5 separate regions of the Mus musculus genome follow, and regions 2, 3, 4 and 5 are each linked to region 1. Evidence: chromatin contacts called from public HiChIP or PLAC-seq, Micro-C and promoter capture Hi-C data. All regions are on one chromosome and are shown on one strand. Each heading gives the region's core, a stretch centred on a gene start, on an enhancer-like site or on the middle of the called end of the contact. The rest is flanking DNA. Distances are from core to core; before and after follow the strand shown. Region 1 holds the start of Pcbp3 (poly(rC) binding protein 3). Region 2 holds the start of Lrrc3 (leucine rich repeat containing 3). Region 3 holds the start of Prmt2 (protein arginine N-methyltransferase 2). Region 4 holds the start of Fam207a (family with sequence similarity 207, member A). Region 5 holds the start of Pcnt (pericentrin (kendrin)).

What was found. Hi-C and Micro-C count contacts between places; a contact is called where the count stands out from the background. HiChIP or PLAC-seq counts read pairs in DNA pulled down with a chosen protein or histone mark. Capture Hi-C pulls out chosen DNA fragments and counts their contacts.
Region 2: a Micro-C map of embryonic stem cells shows a contact between it and region 1, with 7 times the contacts expected there. The contact joins the promoter of Lrrc3 here to the promoter of Pcbp3 in region 1. A contact is called at or near these places in 1 of 39 promoter capture datasets (embryonic stem cells), 2 of 484 Hi-C or Micro-C datasets (both in embryonic stem cells) and 1 of 115 datasets of contacts at active chromatin or transcription factors (embryonic stem cells).
Region 3: an H3K27ac HiChIP or PLAC-seq map of embryonic stem cells shows a contact between it and region 1, with 4 times the contacts expected there. The contact joins the promoter of Prmt2 here to the promoter of Pcbp3 in region 1. A contact is called at or near these places in 6 of 39 promoter capture datasets (embryonic stem cells, hematopoietic stem and progenitor cells, hippocampal neurons and 2 more) and 2 of 115 datasets of contacts at active chromatin or transcription factors (both in embryonic stem cells).
Region 4: a contact with region 1 is called in a Micro-C map of embryonic stem cells, with 4 times the contacts expected there. The contact joins the promoter of Fam207a here to the promoter of Pcbp3 in region 1. A contact is called at or near these places in 1 of 484 Hi-C or Micro-C datasets (embryonic stem cells) and 2 of 115 datasets of contacts at active chromatin or transcription factors (embryonic forebrain and pancreatic cancer cells).
Region 5: a contact with region 1 is called in a promoter capture Hi-C map of liver, with 2.6 times the contacts expected there. The contact joins the promoter of Pcnt here to the promoter of Pcbp3 in region 1. A contact is called at or near these places in 1 of 39 promoter capture datasets (embryonic stem cells), 2 of 484 Hi-C or Micro-C datasets (CD4 T cells and embryonic stem cells), 1 of 115 datasets of contacts at active chromatin or transcription factors (pancreatic cancer cells) and 2 of 9 other capture datasets (adipose tissue and liver).

Annotation. Positions count from the first base shown.
Region 1 is chr10:76,960,663-76,963,236 of GRCm38.p6, forward strand. It overlaps Pcbp3 (poly(rC) binding protein 3), which reads right to left and starts at 1,285. Exons shown (of 16, transcript NM_021568.2): 1 at 1,086-1,285. It overlaps Gm35664 (a long non-coding RNA gene), which reads left to right and starts at 1,479. Exons shown (of 2, transcript XR_380584.1): 1 at 1,479-1,513; 2 at 1,714-1,940.
Region 2 is chr10:77,901,260-77,903,833 of GRCm38.p6, forward strand. It overlaps Lrrc3 (leucine rich repeat containing 3), which reads right to left and starts at 1,277. Exons shown (of 2, transcript NM_145152.4): 1 at 1,140-1,277; 2 at 1-473. The coding sequence starts at 341.
Region 3 is chr10:76,236,580-76,239,153 of GRCm38.p6, forward strand. It overlaps Prmt2 (protein arginine N-methyltransferase 2), which reads right to left and starts at 1,286. Exons shown (of 11, transcript NM_133182.3): 1 at 1,171-1,286; 2 at 133-242. The coding sequence starts at 186.
Region 4 is chr10:77,514,525-77,517,098 of GRCm38.p6, forward strand. It overlaps Fam207a (family with sequence similarity 207, member A), which reads right to left and starts at 1,289. Exons shown (of 6, transcript NM_133998.3): 1 at 1,079-1,289. The coding sequence starts at 1,216. It overlaps 2810425M01Rik (RIKEN cDNA 2810425M01 gene), which reads left to right and starts at 1,374. Exons shown (of 1, transcript NR_163865.1): 1 at 1,374-2,417.
Region 5 is chr10:76,441,639-76,444,212 of GRCm38.p6, forward strand. It overlaps Pcnt (pericentrin (kendrin)), which reads right to left and starts at 1,274. Exons shown (of 42, transcript NM_008787.3): 1 at 927-1,274. The coding sequence starts at 980.

The sequences.
Region 1 (2,574 bases), core at 35-2,534:
GGGAGAGGAGAAAAGGCCGCACCCTGCCCTCGCCCCACATCCATCCTCTGGGCTTCCTTTTTTTTTCCTCCCCAGCTCGTCTCAATCACAAGACATCCGTCTAAGCCTTGCAAGTCCCAGTGAGATCACAGCTATTGTGTGTTGACCCGAAAGCCTGCAGCGTAATGTGCCCACTAACAACTTCTGAATTTAGGGAGGGAGTAAAGAGGCCTGGGTTTTCCTGAGTGGCTCTACCCCGACCCCCGACGTAGGCCAGGGCCAGTTACCGTCAGACTTTCACAAGGACCCTAGGCCGTGCCTGAATCCAAGAACAGGCAAGACCATGCAGAGCTGGAGAGTGAGCCCCTCACTGGAAACTTCTGTCTAGGACCCTGTTCTGGCCCCAGCTCCAAGCCCAAGGGGCTATCAAGAACTACTCTATTCCGGGAGCCCGACCCTCGGCCCCACACTTCCCCACCCACCCACCCACCTCTTTCTCCCTCTCTCTAAGTAATTCCTGCCTCAGCCTAGGACCCCGGTCACAGCCTGGGAAGCTGCTTCCCTTGACCCTTTGCTCAGCCTGATACACATGCCTCTGGGATTCCCATCTTCAGTCCTCCGACCATCGCTTTGGCCTGGGATACCCCCACCCTGCTTTAAGCCTGGGACTCTGCACTAAGCCCTGGAACCTCAGCCTTGAGCCCTCAGAGCTCGGTACTCAGTCCTAGATCCCCGCCCTCAGCCTAGGACCTTGGTCTTGGCCTGGGACCCCTACCTTCAGCCCGGGACCCCCGCCCTCAACCTGGTACCCCCTATTCTCTCCCAGGACCTCCGCCCTCAGCCTGGGACCCTCACCTCAGCCTGGAATCCTCGCCTCAGCTTGGGACCCTCGCCTCAGCCTAGGATCCCGGCCCTAGTACTGAGATCGCCAACCTCAACCCTTCCCCCAGGATCCCCAACACCCCAGCTCGAATGAAGTTTTCTGACTGCGAACTGTCCGGTCCTCTGGCCTTTGGAGGGGTCTCGGCCGGCCTGGGACGCGGCATGCGAGCTACCTCCGCGCTGGACCCCCCCACACACACTTCAACCCGCCGCCACTCACTCACCTGCCCCGCCGCGGACAGGGAGGCCGCGGACCAGGTAGAGCCTATGCTGCCGGTCGGGTGGGGCAGAGGAGGCGTACACGGCGCGACGCGAAGCCCGATGCGACCCAGCGGCGGCCGCGGCGTCTCCTAGCTCAGGCGACGGTAAGCAGCGCCTCGAGCTCTGGCCGAAGCACTGCGCGCGGCGAGGACCCGCCCCCTCCGTGCAACCAGCCACTCCTGCGCAGCCCGCCGCCTCTGGCCCCGCCCCCGCTCAAGGGCAGGGCCTGAGAAAGCGGGCGCCGGGAGCCAATGGAGCTGCGAAACGGTGACCATCACAGCCAATCAGGGCACGGAAAGCTCTCCGGCTAGAAGCCGTTTAGCGTCGAAGGGCGGTTAGGGTTGGGCGGGGCCCCACTCTGGGGCTGGGAGGAGGCGGGGCTTCTGGAAAGGTTAGTCAACTGGCGGGGGCGGGGACAGTACGGGGCGGGGCCAGGGCCGGGCCTGGGGCGGGGCCTCCAGAAGGCTAGAGGGAAGGGAGTGGATGCTTGGTTGTGAGATGGCTGCGGGGCCTGCATCCTCTGCAAGTGTTTGGCACACGCAGCTAGCGGGAGACTGCAGACACCCAGTCTCGCACGCGCTGATATTCTAGGGAGGTCAGTTGGACCCACAGCCTTCGCGACTATGTGGGCCTGATCCGTTGACCGCAGCCCTTCGCGGGTGCCCCTCTCTGCTTGGAAGCCTTTGAAAGCCAACACAGCCCAGACTGTAGAACTTGTGTTTAGGTTCTGGGCCTGCACACCTGTCCACAAGCGATTCAAAGCCGATGGAAGAACTGGCTGTGGTAGTGGCTGTGGGAAAACATGTCATGTTGTTGTTGTTGTTGTTGTTATCTTTTGTGCACCTTTCCTCAGAGGTGTCCTGCTCTATTTTGTGTCAATTAACTATCGTTTTCATCGGACTAAACTTCCTTCATCTGATTGCTCTCTATTAGCTTAGGCTTATTCCTTTCTGCACACCACGAAGGTAAAGGAACCAGGCCAACTTGTAATTCCAGTACTGATAGAAGCTGCGAGTCCTGGGAACTCTGCCTTCCATCAGTACCTAGATACCCAGGAGCCCAGGGTCATCCTTCCTGGCTTCCTGAAGCAACCTGAACCAGCCAGAGAAGGCCTCTTTGGACTTGGAAATCAAGCTTTGCCCTTCATAGGTGGAGAGAGTGATCCACATGTTTACCTCCAGACTTTCGAGAAGCATCTCTGGGAAACAGAGTTGCTTCTTTGTTGTCATATGAACAGACGGGTGAGCAGAGAAGTGGGTTGAGGGTGACATTCTAGCTGAGATGACAAAACTCATCCCGCCCTGAGCCTCAAACCCACCAATGACTCACTTCGGTGCCAATAACGATATATCATACATGCAAAGGGGTGTATACATAGCTCTGTCCCCTCATCCCTCCACCTGTTACAATCACGATCTCTATGGTAGAGTCAGGAAGACTCCGTAGGTCTGA
Region 2 (2,574 bases), core at 27-2,526, 940 kb after region 1:
CCCCCAGCCAGACCTGAGAAGGCTGCTGGCCCAATGGCCTCAATGGCATTATGGGACAGGTCCAGCTCCCTCAGCTGAGGCAGGTGTTGGAAGGCTCCATTGGGGACTCGGGAGATTCTGTTGGCGTCTAGTTTCAGAAGCACCGTGTCGGCTGGGATGTCCCTAGGGATCTCCTGCAGCCCTCTTGAGCTGCAATGGACAGCCACGGCCCCAGCATGGTCAGGGCACTGGCAGGCCTGTGGGCAGGAGGCACCTAACCGTAAGCAGAAGAGGATGAAGAAGCAAGACCCCTGGGAGGGGGCCAGTGTGGCTGAGGGGCTCTGCCTGCCCCTGGGGCCCATGTTGCCTCCACCTGACCCAGGTAGCTCTTCTCCACTGGGATGTGCAAGCGACTGTCCTTCCTCACGTTGCAGGCAGTCATCCAACACAAACTCTTGTGTCTTCGCCTGCTGAAGAGCCTAGTGATCTCAGTTCTACAAGAAAAAAAGAGGAAAGGGAGCTGAGGGTGACCGCCACTGCACATTTCAATTCAATTTGGGAGGACGGGATCAGGGAGGAAAGGAATCGTAGGCATATCAGGTTTGAGGCAGGGCTCCGGGCTATCAAACATACCTGCTTTGTAACTTACTCTAGAAGATTCCCAAGGCCACCCAGAGAAGGCACCTCCCAGCTAAGTAAGACATCTAGGGCTGACCGATGGCTGGAGACTGGCCCTAGCTAGGCAGTTACAGAACCCTGTCCTAGCCTCTGGTCACCCACCCATAGCTGGGGACACAAGTCTGGGCGGAGGCCCAAGGATCCATCTCTTCCCCATCCCCCAGCTCTAGGCGCGTGCTGGCGGAGGTCTTCCCTCTCGATCTGTGCGAGCCAGGTCGGGCGGGGCAAGTGGCCGCGTTCACCAGTTTGTCCCCAAGCACTCGGCTACCTGTGACACCTTAAAGATCGCGGTCATCAATAAAGCTCGCCGCGCACCCTGAAGCAGAAGCTTCATGCCTGAGGCGCTGGAGACACCGGAGAGAAAAAGCAGCCCCCTGCGTGCGGCCCGGCTGGGCAGGGAGCGGCAGCAGAGAGCAGGGCGGCAAAGCAGGGACAGTGGAGCTCCGCGGGTGGGAGGCCACGCGGGCGGATGGGGGCTTTACCTGAGCGGCCGCCGCTGCTCAGCGCCTTCCGAGCTTCCCGGAGCCTGACCAGAGTCCTCCCGGCGCCGCGGCGACCCGCCCCGTGCCCACCGAGCGGCCAGTAAAGAAGGGAGGCGGGCAAGCCATGGCGGGAGGGGCGGGGGCCTTTGCTATAGGGGAGGGGCCGGCAAGAGGAGGGGCAGGGTGGGGCTGAGGCCAGAGGGGCGGGGTTTGTGTGTTGGGCGGGGCCTTGAGAGGGTTTTGGGAGGGGAGGAATAGGTGGAGAGGGGCCTTGCGATAAGGACGGCGCCGGTGAAAAGGGGTCCTAGTAAGGGACCTTGGTGTTCTGTGCTTTGGGGGACGGGGCTTAGCATGTTGTGGGTGGGAGGGGCCAGGTAAGGGCGTGGTCTGTGTGCTGAGGGGCGGGGTCTCTAAAGGGCTGTCCCGTGCGAGAGGCGGGGAAGAGGGGCTGGGGAGGGGAGGGTCCTATTTGAGGAGGGCCAAGGCCTTAAGGGGAAGGGTCAGATAGGTGAGGGGCTGGGTAGGGGCTGGGGCCTGCGTAAGAAAGAGCTAAACAGAGTTCATAAAATCCTACGGGGCGAACACCGAGGGGGGAGCCCAAGGAGGGGTGCACAGGGTTATGGGCGAGGTTTATGTGAGGGGCGGGGCCTGATATGTAAACTGCACTGACTGGGGCGGGATGTGGGCGGGGCCTGTAGGGGCGTGGGCGGGTTTAGGTACCGGCTTTCTAGGGCATTGGTAAGGGAAGGGTCCGTGGGCGTGCCACGTGGCCAAGCCCCGCCCTGAGCAGCCCCACCGCATGACTGACGCCCCTCACCCCAAGTCTCAGGTCTAAGGTCACCATAGAAAGGCAAATGGGAGCGTCGACGCAGGACCTGATCCTCAGCCGGGAACCTATCACCACCGGCCTCAGGAGGACCCCAGTCTTCCTTTGTCACCTGTCTTCCTCCGTGGAGTCTGCGTTTCCCACGACTTCCATAAATGGCCTCCTATCATTTTATCTTTCCGCCTCCTTATTTCGTGGTTCACCACGCTGAGTGGCTCCCTAGGTCCACTGTGCCAGTTTCTATACTGTAACCTGTTCGGCTCCGGCTGGGTTTTAATCTGGGACTCTAACGGAAGGGCCATGGGAGCGTTGTGCAGCAGCCTTGGGTGCATACCCTGAATGGCAGTGTCTGGAGCAGGGTAGGCTCCTTATTACACCCCACTGACAACACAGGCACATAGCCAACAGCTCCTGGTGGGCCCGTGGCTCTAACACTCTGGGTGTGGAACGGTGGCTTGAGCTGTAATACGGGTCTGTGTCACTCCAGAGGCTTATGGTGTGTTCTTCTTTGTTTCCTGTCTGCTCCGTTTCTCTGCTTTTCGATGAGTCGTTTGTTTTCTTTAATTTTGAGTTGTGAGAGTTCTCTGGAAACACCCTCCTTATCAGATG
Region 3 (2,574 bases), core at 36-2,535, 720 kb before region 1:
CCCCTGCCTCAACGTTCTCTAAATTCAAGCATCCTCCTGTGAGCCAGGACCTTGAGAGACAAGGAGAGTGACATCACCCCTGTAAGCTGGTACTGTTCCTCTGTATGATCATTACACGTGGCTCTTACGTACCAGAACCGGGATGACCTGTGACTCGCTGCAGGGACCTTCTCCTGGTGCCTCCATAGTTCAATATGATCATGTCTCATAACTGGGGCTTTACTTCAGTTTCTCTCCCATGCCTACTTGAAAGAAGAGAGAGAAGCACAAAGTGTTACACTGCCTGGTCAGTAATCTCATTTCACGGCTACAGTTTACTGTATGTGTTAAGAATGGAACAGGATTGGCGTTTTATCATCACAATTCATTAGAGGGCTTTTTAAATTAAAAAATCCAAATGCTGTGTGCTTCCTTTAATATGCTAGATTTATTCCTCTGAAGTCTCCTTTTTTAAGAGATATTTATGAAGCCTCTTTTTACTTAGAATAAATCAGTATCATTTTTTTTAGGAACACTTAATAGCTTAAACTCAAATTAAAACACCTTGCCCAGTACTTGACCTAACCCACAGGCAGAACTGAAATCCCCATGCCCGACACCCTCCTGTTCTTTAATTCTATTTTTTTACCCCCAGGGGCAATGTAACCCTAACTGGCTCTGAGATTACATCGATTCTTTGTTTAAACGCCTGTTGTGCGTCCAGATCTGGACTTCATACTTACTTCGTAATAATTAGAATCACAAATTATTTACAATTATATTTTCAGTGAAAAGCCTGGGAGGGTGCCCGGAGGAAGAAAGACAATGAATTGGAGGGTTCTCCAGGCCAAGCAGATGAGGCCATAGAGGCCAAGAATATAGAGGCATGGGGGATGTGGCTCGGGATACAGAAGGCAGGTGGGCGTGGTCCTGGAAGGGCGTGGCTCTAAGAGCCAGCGGAGGTGCGCAGGGGGAATTGAGAGGTGCAGCGAAAGGAGAGCGAAGAGGGCGGACGGTGCTGAGAAAAGGGGAGGGGGTAGCTGGAATAGAACCTTCGAGAGGGCACTCTAAAGCCTCCAGAGGGGGCGGAGGCCTCAGTGCGCTGGAGACATGCACAGGGAAGACCTTTTGCCTAGCTTGCCCTGCCTCACTTGCGATCCAGATGTCTAAGCTGTCCATTAAGAAACCTACCTCAGCCGCGTTTCTCCGCTGAATTCTAGGCTATACCAGAAAGGAACAGACGATGCCCACCCGAAGCCTGAGCCGCCGCCCTGGACCTGCGCAAGCGCGGAGCACTCCAGCTGGCCGAAGAGCACGCCCCGCCCAGGCCTGGGTGTCCTGCGCAAGCGCAGTGTGTATAAACTCGGTGCTGGTAGCTGTAGATAGTCTTGAGACAGGGGTTTTCTCTAAGAGCTTGTCACTCAGCGCAAGCGCATTTTCTGTCCCTGCTTCCGGCCGGTCGCATTGGGCCTTAAGGCTGCAAGACGCAGGTGAGAAAGTGTAAGGATCGACTTACCGGGAGATCTGTGGGAAGACTGGACTCCGGGTTGGAGGCCACAGGTGGTGTAGACCGCGCCCCCAGCGGATTCGAACCGAGGCAACAATTGGCAGGCTGAAGCAGGAGTGCGTACTAGCGCTGTCCTGAGTGTACCTGGGACTGCCGGTGTGTTTGATGCCCTTCTCCGAATGCTTAATAACCTAGTTTTGATCTGAATCAGCTTCTGCAGAATGGGACCCCCCTACAGTATCTTGGACTAAGTTTTGATCGTGGAACCAACATAGCTACTGAGACACGAAACACACCAGAGACCCCAAGTCCTGAAGATCCTGTGCTGAAGGGGTTGGGGGCGGAGGAGCAATGACACTGACATCAGGTGACCCTAAGCAAGGTTTCTTAAGCTTTCTCCACTAGCAATCCCATCCTACTCAGAAAGTTTTTCAGCGACTCTAGGTATCTAAAATAGGCATACGAATCAAACATTTACTGATAAGTGAATCAGAAAAGAATTTATTGTAAAACTCGGCATACACACAATTTTACCACTGACTAGAGACAAAAGCAGATTTGCATACTAATTAGGTGGATGCGTTTGTCCAATATAATCTAGACACTCTAATACATGCTGAGGAATGATAGGGAAATATTAAAATTCTTTGTTTTCTATAATTAAACCATCATGCTTCGGTTCGTGCAGTAGAAACACCACAGCTCATAACATAATCAATCATTCCAAACCTGCTGTGAGGCATCTCAGGGCTTGCAAGGCTTGTGCAAACCACACCTGTTGTGCCTTCAGTCCATCGGTTCAGTGGAGTCGCACAATGAACTGCAGCCAAGGGATGGGTCTGTCTGTGTGAGGACCTGGTCCTTTTTTTAAATCTGCCCAGTTTTCCATTTCCACCAGATGAAGAGGGCTGAAGCTCTGAGCCAGGATGCCACAGGTTGAAAAGAGTTTCCCACAATCTTCCAAGGCAGAAAAAACTGTCCTCAGAGCCCCCAGTGTGGCAGGCCTGAGACCTATTCTTGAAAGCCTGCTGGTGCCACGAAGCTCAGGCTCCAGGCACTAGGATCCACCCTTGCTAACCTAACATAGG
Region 4 (2,574 bases), core at 39-2,538, 550 kb after region 1:
CCCGGAAGAGTATCTACGTCCTTGTTCCCAGATCAGGCCTGTTCCTTCCTGCCCCCATCAGACTTGGGACAATCAGAGAGTCTTGGGGAGTAGAGCCACACTAGCACAGGGCCTGAGCACAGCCTCCCTGCAAACACATGCAGATCCAAGAGTAGCTGTGAGATAAGGCATGACTGCTGCTTACAACTGTATGCATGGGCCCTCCCAGGAGTGAGCAGAGGGAATCCTCTAAGTACTGGTCCTTGGGCATCTCTGAGGAACAAAAATAGGAACACCAACCACATAACCTTCCAGTGAGGCAAAGACGCGGCTGACCAAAGGGGCATAAAAACAATCTCTGTCAACACAAGGCTTAAATTTGAGCCAAGTTACCAAATTAAAAGAAAAATGGGAAAAATAAGAATCAATGGCTGCACGAATCAATGACTGCACAGCACCTCCCGTGGGTGTGGGTGTGGGAGAAAACAGAAGCTCTCAGTTTGGCTACAACAACAAATAAAAGCTGGGCACAGTGGGCTACAGCCTGGGCACGAGAGTGACAAGCTGGGGGGGGGGGCTAGGGTGAAACCTTGTCTCAAAAGAATAAAGAAAGAATGAGATGAGGTAAAATAAAAATAAATAAGATCCCAAAGGCCAAAGCAACAAGCAAGCGCCAGGGACACAAGTGCATGCCATGCCTTTAACCCCAGCATGTGGGAGGCAGGGGCAGGTCAATCTCTTATGAGTTCGAGGCCAGCCTGGTCTACAGCGTGAGTTCCAGAATAGTCAGGGCTACATAGAGAGACCCTGTCTCAAACACACACCAGAGACTGAGACACAGAGATAGACAGAGGCAGACAGACAGCGCCCTGCGACATTTCCAGAGCGTAGTGGGATATTTTCCCCCAGAGATGGAAGCGCTTCTGGAGCCTCACACCCCAACCGAGAAGGCATGACGGCTAAAGGTGGGCCGGGTCAGGACCCTAACCAGAGTGGCAGGAACACACACAGAAGAGGCGACACCCAACCATCCAGGGCTCCTGATCTTTGGAGATCCGGCTCGGCAGAGACCTGGCCCGACCGGCGCCCCACACCTCACCTTCGCCCCCGCTCCGCCCGCCGGGGATTGTGGGAGCGCCGGCTCCACGGCGCGGGGCACAGGGCCCGGTGCAGAATCCCCGTCGGGTCTCACGGCCGCCCGGTGCACACGAGCCCGCAGCGCCCTCACTTTCCCCATCTTCCCTGGAGGTTTCCGCCTGTTAGCAACGCCGCCTCACTAGTGGAAGAGCCTCCCGGAAGTGCTCCCAGACAGCCGGAAATAGAGCCGCGGCTGCGTAGATCGGCGTTCGGCCGGTCCCCGGAAGTGCCTCCCGTAGCGCGTGCGCAGTTGCGGTGCTTACGTCGCGCGCTCCCGCTAGCGCGTTAGACGTGTGGCGATGTGGCTGCAGCCAAGAGCCAGGGAAGTAAAACTATTGAAGCCTCGGGTGCACGTTACGCCATGTTTCTATCGCGCGCGTCTGGGGTAGAATAGGGAGAAAGGTTCACGTCGGTTTTACTCATGCGGGTCTCTATGTGTGCAGCTTGGCGTTTCGTCCTTAAAACAGGTCCTGGAGTTGGGGACTTTGCAATTCCACTTAAATGGGTACCAGATGGACCGAACGGCCTCCGTCTTCCTGCACAGTCGGCTCCGTGTCCAACAGCCCCTGTGCACCCAGTGCAGTATTGCTTAAGGAAAGCAAGGACGAAGGGTAATTCCAGCTCTTCACCCAAATGACACCTGTAAAATACAATACAAAACCAAAGTGGGCTATAGTTGGAGCCACAAAAGAAAGTTGGGCCCAGGCACAGCCAGGGTAGAGGCCTTCTGCCTTCTTCCCTTCTAGGGTAGAGAGCATCCTGGATGCCGGGACGTCTCTGCTAGGGATCCACAGTGAGATGGGATTTGTGGGGAGAAGGTGAGCCCAAAGCGGAGTCCGGTGCCCCACAGTGGCTGAAGTAGCAGAGCATGCCAGGGAGCAGAGCCAATAAGCATCTTTCCGATGCGGTTTCTCATCAGGGGATGCCTCCAGGTTCCTGCTCCTTCCCTGACGATGAGATCCAACCTGTAAGATGTAAAGAACACCTTCCTCCCCACGCTGCCTTTGATAAGTGTTTTTATCACAGCAACAGAAAGCAATCTAGAACAGTGAGTGAGTGGCTGCAGGCCAAGCAGTGCACTAGATGTGAAGCTGAGACAAACTAGATTGAATCAGGCGACTTGAAGAGACGTTTGAGCCAGAACAGCTGAATTGAATCAGCCAGTAAGAGTTCAGAAAGAGCTAGAAAAGGAGATCGTAGTCAGCAGTAAGCCTCCGAGACAACAAGGACATCAAGCGAATAAAAGTTACTTTCGCAAGCTTGTTTTGAGATGACCTGGGAATAAAGTCCATTGAACTCTTCACAACCTGGTTCATCTCCCCAGAAGATCTGGCAGCCAGAGCCACCCTGAAAGCTAGCCTGGCTTTTACCTAGGACAGATCCCCACCCCACCCCCCCACCCCCTAAATGTTTTCTCCTTCTCAACCCTCAGCAGTGTTCCTGTGCTCTGGGCTGTCC
Region 5 (2,574 bases), core at 24-2,523, 520 kb before region 1:
GAAGAATTGCTGTTACTAGGCGAACCACAAAATCAACACAGCCCTTTCATGAAGGCTATAGCTATACTGTCCTGACAGTACAGGGTAGGGACACAGCCTCTGGTTCCACAGCCATGATAGCTGGCCAGAGATCCACTTCCAAAATGTTCGCACCTTCTCTTCCTCTGAATCCCCATCACCTTTCAAATAACTATCTTGCCAGGCAGTGGTCGTGCATGCCTTTAATCCCAGCACTTGGGAGGCAGAGGCAGGAGGATTTCTGAGTTCGAGGCCTGCCTGGTCTACCAAGTGAGTTCCAGGACAGCCAGGACTATACAGAGAAACCCTGTCTCGAAAAAAACAAAACAAAACAAAACAAAAAAACAAAACAACTATCTTAACAGCCACAAGTGTTCCCAGGGTAGAGTCTCAAACAAATTCAAAATCTGAGGCAGAAGGAGGTGAGAAGAGGACCCTCGGTAGTATGGCAGTTGTGGGGCCCGGCCAGAGAGCGAACAACGAAATACAACAACAGGACACCACTAGGGAGCAAAGTTCTTGGTTCCCTGGGAAAATAAAGTCTGAAGACGGTCTTTAAAAAGCCTTGGACAGTTTAGTCTCAGGAAAGTGCCTGAGCACCGGAAGCACAACAACTAAGAATGCTAGGTGACCAGGACCCGCCCATGGCGCTCGGGCCCACCTACAAGTCGTACGTCTCTGACGCTGATTGGCTGTGGGTGTAATAGGGCGGAGCGAGACAGAGGGCGCTGGATTCAAGATGGCGGCGCCTAGGAAGTGAATTCCGCAGAAGCGGCGGGAAGGACAAGCGCCCGGCAGTTCCCACTGCTCCACCGCCACCGCTTGTGTCAAGCGGCGGTCTGAGCACCGGAACCGCTTTAGGATTTCTTCCCCACCGCAAAGCTGAGAGAAGGATGCTACCGTCTAACCTTGGCTCTCCCAGCCTCCACCTTCCTGCGCCGCTGCTCCTGCTCGTCTTCCATCTCCACCTGGGCTCCCGGCGAGTCGCTCGGAGGTGACAGGGCGGCGGCGACACCGCCTTCGCTCTATTTACACTCCCTCCCTTCACCCACTCGCCTCCCCACCCCCCATACACACAACTGTCAGCTTCGCCCCGCCAATCCGGAGCCCCGTGTGGCCTTGCGCACGCGCGCTCCGCTGACGCTCCAAGGGCGGAGAGCCATCTCTCTGGTCCCCAATTGGTACGCCGACGCTCTCCACCCTCTTCATCCACGCCAATGAGCGAGGCGCGGCGTTCCCGGGGCTCGCGGGCGTTCGTCGACTGGGCGGCGGGAAGGTTTGGACAAACCGTTTTCCCGAGGCGGTGCTACCTATCGCCCTCTCCCGACAGGAGGAGGACTTACATACCAGCGGCTCTCCATGCCTCCGGTGCGCTCTGGGCACTCTCTCCCGCACTTTGCCAAAGTCGTTTTTTCTGTCGCGATGTGTTTCTGCGAACACTGGGGCATCCTCTAGGATCCACCAGCCCCCACTTTTGGTTCTCAGGTGCAGTCAACTGGGAGTCCTGCTTCCCTTCTTTGACCACTTCGGCCCCTCCTGAACACGGTCCCCTGTCTTCAATCCAAATCCAAAGAACAGAGTATAGCCAGAGTTACTCATTGAATGACACCTAAAACTTAGACCGCTGTCCCCAGTGGACCCCAGAGTTGCCACCCAGGGCCGTTTTGCATTCACGCACACGCTTCAATGTACAGAGTCGCTGTGTGTTCAGGCACCTGACTCTCACTCCATCCATCACCTCTACCAGGAAAGTCTTTCTGCCATAAGGAAATAAAGAAACTATGGTCCATTTGTAGTAAGAGGCGCGTTTAAAGCTCATCGGTGGATTACAGGAAATTAGGAGGATTGGGCCCTTGGATTCCCTAGCCGGCAGCAGGTTCTTTCTTGCCTAACATTTATTAATTTATCATTGGGTTGAAACGTTGCAGGCTGTTAACATGACTAACATAAAAGGAGAGGATCTGAGCTCCAGGATATATGTCAAGAGCTTTGCATCCTGCACGGATAGGATAGGGAAGCTGGAGAGAGGGTAATGCCTATAAGAATGAATCCTCCTGAAGAACTCAGTAGTGTGGAATTTGGGAACAGGGAAATGCCGTAAGGGCTATAAAACCTATTTTATACCAAATCTGCATGACAGCCGTTTTTGCCTTCTCTCTAGGCTGACACCCAACTTTACAAGATCCAAAAAATAAATTGTTTCACTTTCATGACTCAAAAGACTTCAAGCCTCTTAGGAAGTGTCTCTTGCACTGATGAAAACACTGAGTGGGTGGGGGTCCCTCTGGACAGACCTATCCTCTAGGATATGTTGGTCTCAGTCTTTGAGCCATGCAATATTTAAGGAATGTTTGAAGGGTGGTCGGTCATATTTTACATATCAAAACTTAAAGGACTGGAGAGATCAGCAGTTAAGAGCATTAGCTGCTCTTCCAGAGAACCCCCAGTTGATTCGCAGTACCCAATGGTGGCTCACAATTGTTACTCCAGTTCAGAGGATCTGATGCACACCTCTGGCTTCTGAGGGCACCAAAAACTCATGTGGCGCACATTGGT